3 separate regions of the Mus musculus genome follow, and regions 1 and 3 are each linked to region 2. Evidence: chromatin contacts called from public HiChIP or PLAC-seq and Micro-C data. All regions are on one chromosome and are shown on one strand. The core of a region is the stretch at or near the end of the contact, and the rest is flanking DNA. Distances in the headings are between cores, read along the strand shown.

Region 1 (3,009 bases), core at 477-2,976, 230 kb before region 2:
CCCAAAACACACAGACCCTTTGCTGAAGATGCTTGGAGTCCAGTAGGGAGCCAGCCAGGACTACAGAACATAAAACAGGGAAAGAAGGGTGGGAGATGGTCTGAGAAACAGTGAAGGCAGTCTTGTGGGGAATTGGACAAACTCTTAATGATTGTACCAGAAGGTGGGGAGGGGGAAGCTGTGGGGCTGGAAGGAAGCTCTGGAGCTGGAACACAGCCTCCAAGCTTGGAAGCCCTCAGAGTTTGTCTTAGGTGAATAGGACAGCCAATCCCTAGAAGTCTATGGGGGGAAGGGATGGTAAAGGAAGCCCTGTGAAAGCAAGACTCAGAGGCGTGAACAAAGACAGTGGGAGCCCTAAGGAATGACAAGACCATTTTCTCTACTTTTGTATGTTTGAAACTTTCCAAAATAGTGAAAAGAGTAAGCAGAGGCTCTGTACAGGAAACATGAAAGGAGAAAATGGGCCTTTGTTTCAGAAGCTCTAGGAATAGAGAACCAACATTTCAAGATTCATTCCCATAATTTGTCCCCTTGATTTTCATAAGGACCTGCCAGGTCTGGTATTTTGACTAGTAAATAGGATTTGTGCTCTTCTTGCAGCCCCCTGCTCAGTCCAGGTTCTAACAGGGACCTCCTCTAAAAAAAGGCGCGGGGGGGGGGGGGGTGGATATCCTAGCGTTTTTTAGAAGAAGAAAGTGTTTAAGACTAAGGGTGGAAAGAAACAGGCTTCCGGAATTCTGAAGAAACTCCAGGAAAGCAACAAAATAACAGAAGCATCGCGAGTTTATAGGGGGAGCTAACTAGCAGCAGCTTCGCTGAGCTTGGTGTTTCTACCACTGTGGATGTTAAATCTCTCAGCATCACACACTCCTACCCGCCTCTCTCTGTGTGTGTCTCTCTCTGTCTCTGTGTCTCTGTGTGTCCCTCCCTCCCTCCCTCCCTCCTCCCTCTTCTCCCTCTTCTCTCTCTCTCTCTCTCTCTCTCTCTCTCTCTCTCTCTCTCTCTCTCCCCCCCCCTCCTAGAGGGTTTCTTACCCCCATTTGCTTCCAGAATGCGCCATGAGTACCTTTGGGTCAGTATTCTCTAAGGGGGTTTCAGGATTAGCCAGGGAGCCAGAATCAGTACTTCTGATCCCCAGACATCCTTGGTAGCACTCGCCCTGAACTCAATAACTCATCATAACTCTCTTGGCAGCCGGAAAACAAATGTTAAAGGTGCCTTTCGGCTCCCCTAGGCCTTCCCTGGACTGAAGCTCATTTGCAATGCAAAGCAGCAAGAAAGAGACCGTTCTTTAAGCACTAAAGATGTGTGCCAATTTCCCCAGACAATAGGAAATGGCAACTGATGGTTTGCTTTTTTTAAGATGATTCCCATGAACAGTACAGAAGTAAAAGGTATGGGTAAAGAAGCCCCCTCTAAAAACATGATCTCCTTTCTCCTGCGCAAGCTGCTGAGAATGCCAACACCCTCGGGCTACAGGAGAAACTAGAAGAATTTCTTTTGCTCTAAATTAAAAGACAATGGAGCTACACCTCAAGGTGATTTCTGCCTTGAAACTCTTCCCCAAACACGGTGTTTCACAATTACAATGAGATTAACAAAAGAAGGATTTTTCTTTAAGCCAGGTTTAAACTGGGAGTTTAAAGGAAACACAGACACCCTGCTGGTCAGTTTGGCCAGGAGGTTGCTGCAAAAAACAAATAAGGAAACACGCATTAGAACTGTCTAGGATTTTCAACGGGAAGTTTACTTGTAGCAGCAGTGTGAAACCTTATTTCCTGCCCTGATGCTCAGGGGGATTCTCTGCCTCACTACAAGAGTCCCAAAAGTTCTTCTGGCACAGACAGGGTTGAGCCCCACCTCGCCCACCGCACCCCTCACCACACCCCAGAGTTCATGGAAACACTCTCAAACTGCTTCTACCTTGAAGTGTTGTGACTTGGGGGAAACACTAATGTACCTTGGCCCTGTGGGCCCCCCATGCTCTCCAATAACAAATCACCAATCCTTCTAATGCCTATCTAAGGCTGTGGGACTTCTATCTTCTTCAGTTGGCTGATGGGCAACCAAGAGCTGGGTGAGTCCCATTCCAATTCTCAGTTCCTACCACAGATCTTGGGTACTAAGAGGCAGTTGATGTATGCTGATTAAATCAATGCTGGGAGTATGACACCCCATAGGTTTCTCGCTTCTCCAAGGTCCCAACCACTTGGTAACAGAATCAACCTGTCTGCATGCTCTTAGCTCCATGTTTTTCTTCTCGAAGACTGGAAATGTATAAAAATGACTGGCTTCCTTTTGTTAAATAGCTATTATGTGCCCTGTCCCTCCCCTGGTATTTATGCATATACTGTTAATTTAGTGTTAGTTATTGTTGAGTTCAGGGTGTAAGCTGAGAAAACTCACTTCAGATACAGAAGCTTTAAAATGAAAACTTTATTTTCTGAGCACTCAAGGTGAAGGCCTATTCAGGGATCAGAACCTCATCCCCAAAGGGAGATTGTACAACATTTTAAAAGGATGGGAACACAAAGCAAAGGGAGTCTGGGAGGAGCTGCAATGTTGTCCAATTGTATTTTGACATTCCAGGTTAAGCAAGGAAGTACCCACTGGAGAGTGACCCATATCCAGGATGACCGGTTTCAAGGCCCTTGGTTCATTCTCCTAGATGTTAGGTCTGGAGCTCAGAGCAATACGAGTGATTCAGCTGCATGTAGTTAATTAGGGCATAACAGGCTACTGGTTATATATTTTTACAACTTATGCACCTTGTTTAGATAACAGCAATGTCTATATTCTTTACAGGTTAACACAAAATTAAGAAAACATTTGGAGAAATGGGATAGGTGTTGATTCCTACACCTGGGAACATGAACTTGTTGACCCTGCCAGCAAGACAGAGAAATTGTCCTTGAGATGGCTGGAGTCAGACATCTGTCTCCTTACAAGGTGTCCCTGAGATATCTGGACTCAGACAACTGTTTGCAATAGAAGCTGTTCAGCTATAGG
Region 2 (3,088 bases), core at 567-3,066:
TACAAGAGTTGTCAGTGCTCCTCAGTGGAGCTGTCAGTGCTCCTCAGAGGAGCTGTCAGTGCTCCTCAGCACAGTTGTTGGTGCTCCTTTGCTGAAGCTGTTGCTCTCATTCTCTCCATCCCTCGCCCTCCTCTTCCACTAGAATTGCTTTCTTGTCCAAGTCACTAGTAGCATGGATGTAACTGAATCCAACCATCAGGGCTCCGTGTTCATCCTCCACTGTCATGGGGACCTGCCCTCTTCCTCCTCCTTGGAGGACTCTTCACTTGGTTCTTGGGCTGCCACATTGTTTCAGGTTTTCTCCTACCTCATAGCCATGCCTCTTTCTTCACTGGCCTCTTCTCCTGGAAGGTTCTGGACTCCGCATTTGACCCTTTTCTCTGCCTGCTCCCTGGAATCTCACTCCACTCCTTGGTTTTAAATGTCTTCTATCCACTGCTGACTCCTAAATTTCCTTCTCAACCAGAACCTACCTATCTCATTCTCTCTCTCTCTCTCTCTCTCTCTCTCTCTCTCTCTCTCTCTCCCTCTCCCTCTCCCTCTCCCTCTCCCCCTCCCCCTCCCCTTTCCCCTCCCTCTCCCTCTTTCTCTCTGAAATTCCAGCTCCCCCAGTTCCCTCCTCCCCGGCCCCTCTACTCAGATCATAGTGGACAGAGCCAACGTGAACAGTTCTCCTCCAAACCTGTCCCTATTCAAAGCCTTTTTCATCCAAGTTGCTGGAAACTCAGCCCTTCCAGTTGTCCAAACCAAAACCCTCAGGGCCCATCCCTGACCCATTTCCTTCACACTCTCTGCTACTCCACCAGAGCATGCTCCTGGCTCTACCTCCACAGTAGAGCCAGAACACTGCACGATCTTACCACTTCCAGCAGAACCTCATCCTCCAAACCTTTCATTTTTCACTTTGATTATATTACCCTTCTCCCTTACTGTCTGCCCCTCCCCCTGCCCCCCCCCCGTAGTCTGAGTACCACCCACAATCTCCACCCCCACCTCCAGCTCATTCACCTCTGCAGGAGGACATAGCTTCCACAGGATGCATCTCAGTCTCATCAATCCTGCCTGCTTCTGCCACGAGGACCACAGGATGCCATTTGTCCCTGTCCTGATGAATGGATGTCATTGATGTAGACAATCTGTTTATTAGCAACTGTTACAGCCCAGCTAATCATTTCATTCCTAAATGACCAACTAACCTTCGCCTGAAATCCTTTTGACTAATTCAAGCCAGGTGTGATCCCCGTGACCTCCAGGTGAGCAGCAGGGTATCCAGTGTGCCACCCCAGAGTCATCCATCCCTCTGGCCTTCATGTCCTAACATCCCATTGATGTTTCCCTCCTCTGAAAAATCGCCAGTCACCCAACTCCACGCAGGTGCACACCTCCAATCTGCAGCTCCAGCAGCGGCTGCTGGTCTCCGTGCAGCTGTTTCTTTTCATGGGCCTCTTTTGTGCACTGACATCTCTGAAAGGCGGGGTGGGGAGCATATCGAATTTCAAGAGATGAACCAGCTGGCTTAAGAGAGACACAGAAGACACAGTCGGTGGGACACTTTTCATGAGAACATATTTCCAGCAAGCTCAGTCCATCTGGGGTGCTGCACGGCGTTAATCTCGCCCCTGAGATATGGATTAAGAAGATTCTGCCCATAAAAGATGCCTGCTTTTCAAATATGCACCCCCTCCACCCCGCCCCGCCCCACCCCCAGCCTGGAATGTAGAGACAGCTTAGGAACTCCGAATCTCAACACTGTCACTAGAGCCTGCTCTCTGGTTTCAAATTCACTTCACTCTCTTTCTTGTTTGAGTCTTTATTTTTTCCAGGTGTGGAATTGGCTAAGTGGCCACAACATAGTCTTACTCAACAACATCGGGCTGACTGCCTAAGGACTCAGTCAGCTAAACTGCCACTGAGGCTAACACGTGACATTTTGACCCTACAATTGCCAAGATGGAGCTGTTTGTTTTTGTAGACGTGTTTGAAACATGTGGGGCAGGTATACAATTCCCACGTGAGCCAGTGTCTCTGGTTATTCTGATGTAAACACACTGCTTCCCACAGCTGGGCCAAGACAGTCCCTTCAAGTCCTGTCTTTTTGAGCAGCCTAAGCTCAGAGCTTTCCAAAATGGAACTTCATATGTCTCATATGTAGCAAAAAAAAAAAAAAACTCCTTTTAATGTGTGTTTGTGTGGAGTTTTAAGTGTATGTGTGTGCAGATGCATGTGGAGGTCAGAGGTCATCGCTGGTGTCATCCTCTATTGATATGGCTTTCCTTTATTGGTCTCCATCTTATTTTTAAAGATTTCTTTAGTTCCATTTTATGTGTACGGGTACTTTGTGTTATGATCTTGAATGTTGCATGGCTTCAAAAGGGACTACACGAGGCCAAATAGTTCCACATAAGGTTTATTGAAAGAGAGAGGGGCAAGGTGGTGGAGGAAAGAGAAGTGGGGAAGAGAGAGAGATGGGAGGGGGGCCTTTCTTTATATATGGGTGATGATATAATTACAGGTAAAGGTGGGAGGTGGGCCAAGTGGGTTCTGGGAATATTGTGGCTATTGCCTTGGCAACGGGTCTGCAGGTCCCGCCTATGTGATGTCATAGGTTTTGGAGGTCATGATACCAACACTTTGCCTCCTCCACACATCTGTGTGCACTGCCTGCATACCTGGTGCCTACAGAGACTCCTGGAACTGGTTATAAACCACCAGTTGGGTTCTGGGAACATATGCCTGGGTCTCTGCAAGAGTACCAAGTACTCTTAACTTCTGAGCCATCTCTCCAACCCCTCCACCTTATTTTTTGAGCTAGGGCTTCTCACTGACCCTGAAGCTCACGGATTTGGCTAGACTGGCTGGCTAGCAAGCAGTGGGGATAATATCTCTACGTCCCCAACACTGGGGCTGCAGGAGCTTGAATACCATACTCAGATTTTACTATGGATGCCAAGAATCCCCACTCACGTCATCACGCTTAAGCCAACAGCACTTTCCCAACAGCACCACCTCTGCAGCTGACATAGATGGCAAAAATCTCAAACCAACACGTCTTGGTGCCAGGAAAATAACCTATCCCAGAAGAAATTAA
Region 3 (2,996 bases), core at 363-2,862, 140 kb before region 2:
TCTGCTGCTGTGTAGTATTTTCTAATGTCTTCAATAATAATCAACCACAGCTCTGATTTTACAGACCACGACTCCCGAAAAAGAAATAAGTGTGTGTATAGTTTACTTTTAGATGTCAAAGAAGACTGGAGCTGTCAAGGAGAACGGTTAAACCATTTTAATTAGGACTGCTGTGACAGAGGAGAGAGATGTTAGGGGCACTCAGTGGAACTGAGTGTGAACCCAGCACATGTGAGCAGACTCTATAGCCAAGGAGAAGAGGAATGCAAGGTCCACGAGGAAGGGAAGTTCTGCTTAAACTAAGCTAACAAGATTCTTGTTGAGAGCAGACCAGGATGATGAGTGATCACCCTGGGGGTGGTGGGGTGGGAGATGAACAACCTTTATCTATGCCATCTTTACTAACAGACGTTGAGAGTGACCAGAAGTGGAGAGTAGGCAGGAGAAATCTGATCAAACTGAAGTGGTAAGATTCTTGACACAATCAGGCGATGCAGGGCAGGGAAGATGGTTAGTGCATTAAGGACCTAAGTTCAGGTGCTTGGCACCACATAAAAAGCTGCATATGGCAGCCCACGGCCCCAAGATGGAGGAGCCGAGACAAGTGGATCTCTGACACTCACTAGCCAACCAGTGAGCACCAGGTTCAGAAAGAGCCTTGATCTCCAAAAATACAGTGGAGAGCGATAGAGGAAGATGTCAGATACGAACCTCTGGTCCATGCACACATGTATACACATACACACACATGCCTCCCCACTCCACTCCTACCCCATACACATATAGGCAATGAATACAGCAATTCTTAGCTGGAAAAGCATTTGAAAAACACAACTAAAATTTGGTCAAGAAGAAAATCTTTTTTATTGTGGTTGTTTTCATTTATTGTTTTTTTCTTTTTATAAGAAAACGCTGTTGTTTGAAACCTGTTTGTTTATATTCTGTCCAGGCACAGAGATGTCCAACCTAAGTTTGAATATAAGTACAATTTTGATATAAGCGCACACACCTCATACACAACACACATACATACACACATACACCACATACACAACACAACACACACACACTTCATAATACACACACACATACACACAACACATACACACACAACACATACAACACACACACTTCATAATACACACATACACAACACAACACATACACATACAACATACACACAGGAGACTGAGAACCACACGAAGGTTTGCTACAAACTGCTCTCCCTCTGAGCTACATCCCAGATCCCCAGAGGATATTTTTAAACAACAGATAATTAGTATACCACTTACACAATGTATAACTTACTAGTTACAGTTGTCTCTGGTGGGTGAAGAAGTCAAAGAAGAAAATGATGTAAAACAAGGTAGGAAGGACAGAATAAAATGACAGAAATAAAATGAAGAAAAAAAAGTCAAGAAAAAAAAAACAGAATAAAGGAAGGAGAAAGACAACAAAAACAGAGAAAATAAACTCTCAGGACAATAGCCTGAGAGCTAGTGCCAGCCACTGGTCAAGATTAGAGGGCAGGGAACAGCCAACCCAAGGACAAGGCATGGGGGACACTGAGGTCTGCTAATGAGCCTTTGTTGCTTGGGCTGAATTCCTGAGCCACACTCCATCCTCTGACAAACCCTGATTTACATGCAAATGCAACAGCTCAGAGTATTTACTACTGGGTATGCATTCAAAAGCGGTTACTGCGCCTGCTTTTTCAGTCAGCTCTCTACCAAAAAATATAAAACTGAGATTCCAGCACATTTCATTCATCCCTATGATGAACTTGGGGGAAATATAAAAATCTCAGAAACTGTTGTAAGTGTTCATGTTTTGTGGTCTCATGTTGGAACTCATATAGAAAATAAGAAACCTGTCCAAGAAACATGCCCCTAAATATAGACTGGATCATTTAACCACAAGATAACCCTGCTTTTCATTATGTCCGCTTTCTAAGGGGGATGTATGTCAATATGTGTATAGGGGTGTATTTTTTAGATACTAACCAGTCTTACATAAAATTTTTAATCTGCTAAGATTTTTCCAGAACACCAAGCAACATATCAAGATACTTCGCTCCGTTAGTGATGTCCCCAGCTTTGCAACTGAAAACATGTGTTTTAGATAAGGAGAGAACGGGACTGTCCTGTGGCAGCATCTGTACCTAATCCCTGAGGATCAGGATCTGGTAAGCAGCAGTGGCTGGGCCACAGCTACCTCTGCAGGACTTGGTTAGGAAGGGGGAAGAGGGCAAAAAGCAGGAAGTTCTATTCCCTCCAACCAGGGAGCAGGGTCTAATGAAGGAGAGTTTCCACGTCTTCGTTTGTTCTTTAAAAGCTTTGTATCCGCTGCTGTTAACTTCTGCTTGACACTGTGGGATGAAGACATTGGGCTTTATTGCTCCTTGTTTTAAAGCGACCCTGTAGGAGTCTGTAAAGGAGGGCACACAAATGCAAGGTTATCTTCATGCTAGAACTGAAGCTCCCAGGAGAAGAAACATTCTAGGGTCTAGATGGCCATTTCTAGGTGCTAATGACACTCTGGGCTTCCTAGTCCTAGAAAGGAGTATGGTCAAATATTAGTTGCAAAGATAAATTCTAGACATCTTGGGAGGATAAAAGCCAGTAAGACATAGTTGCCATCCTCAAAGACTTCAAGTCAAATTGGGAAAATGGGAAAGACTGGAAGACTTAATTAACTAACAACACGGGGTTAGTTAATAAAACAACAACAAAAAGCAAGCCGTGAAGAAATGTGGTTTTAATTTCCAGATGAATGGCCCAGCTAATACCTCAAGAGAACGGATAGATGACTTCAAGCTGTGGTGGATATGAAAACGTTCATGAAGGAAGCCGGAATCAAACTGAGCCTCACACTCGAGTAGTAATAAGCAGAGCTCTGCGCAGCCACCACCAGCATCCTCTGCATTTCAGAGATGCACTTCCTTAGACAAGAGCAACAGTCCTCAGAGGGTTGCTACTGTTGCCTCCATTTTGCAG

What was found. A called contact is a pair of places that touch in the nucleus more often than the background predicts. HiChIP or PLAC-seq counts read pairs in DNA pulled down with a chosen protein or histone mark.
Region 1: a Micro-C map of embryonic stem cells shows a contact between it and region 2. The contact joins two enhancer-like sites. A contact is called at or near these places in 4 of 484 Hi-C or Micro-C datasets (cerebral cortex, embryonic stem cells and liver), 2 of 115 datasets of contacts at active chromatin or transcription factors (fibro-adipogenic progenitors and neural progenitor cells) and 1 of 9 other capture datasets (embryonic stem cells).
Region 3: an H3K4me3 HiChIP or PLAC-seq map of embryonic basal ganglia shows a contact between it and region 2, with 2.8 times the contacts expected there. The contact joins two enhancer-like sites. A contact is called at or near these places in 1 of 15 datasets of contacts at CTCF or cohesin (embryonic stem cells), 16 of 484 Hi-C or Micro-C datasets (embryonic fibroblasts, embryonic stem cells, myocytes and 2 more) and 6 of 115 datasets of contacts at active chromatin or transcription factors (embryonic basal ganglia and embryonic stem cells).

What each region holds. Positions count from the first base shown.
Region 1 is chr1:75,887,273-75,890,281 of GRCm38.p6, reverse strand. No RefSeq gene overlaps it. Among named protein-coding and RNA genes, the nearest start is that of Gm32622, 48 kb to the left of the region's middle. Within about 2 kb of position 1,726, at least 11 of the 459 cell types and tissues checked have an H3K27ac peak or open chromatin away from gene starts, as enhancers often do. A contact at or near this core is called in embryonic stem cells, where this site is marked.
Region 2 is chr1:75,661,174-75,664,261 of GRCm38.p6, reverse strand. No RefSeq gene overlaps it. Among named protein-coding and RNA genes, the nearest start is that of Slc4a3, 120 kb to the right of the region's middle. RefSeq lists an enhancer at 1,008-3,088. Within about 2 kb of position 1,816, at least 35 of the 459 cell types and tissues checked have an H3K27ac peak or open chromatin away from gene starts, as enhancers often do. A contact at or near this core is called in embryonic basal ganglia and embryonic stem cells, where this site is marked.
Region 3 is chr1:75,803,282-75,806,277 of GRCm38.p6, reverse strand. No RefSeq gene overlaps it. Among named protein-coding and RNA genes, the nearest start is that of Gm32622, 130 kb to the left of the region's middle. RefSeq lists an enhancer at 941-2,996. Within about 2 kb of position 1,612, at least 11 of the 459 cell types and tissues checked have an H3K27ac peak or open chromatin away from gene starts, as enhancers often do. A contact at or near this core is called in embryonic basal ganglia and embryonic stem cells, where this site is marked.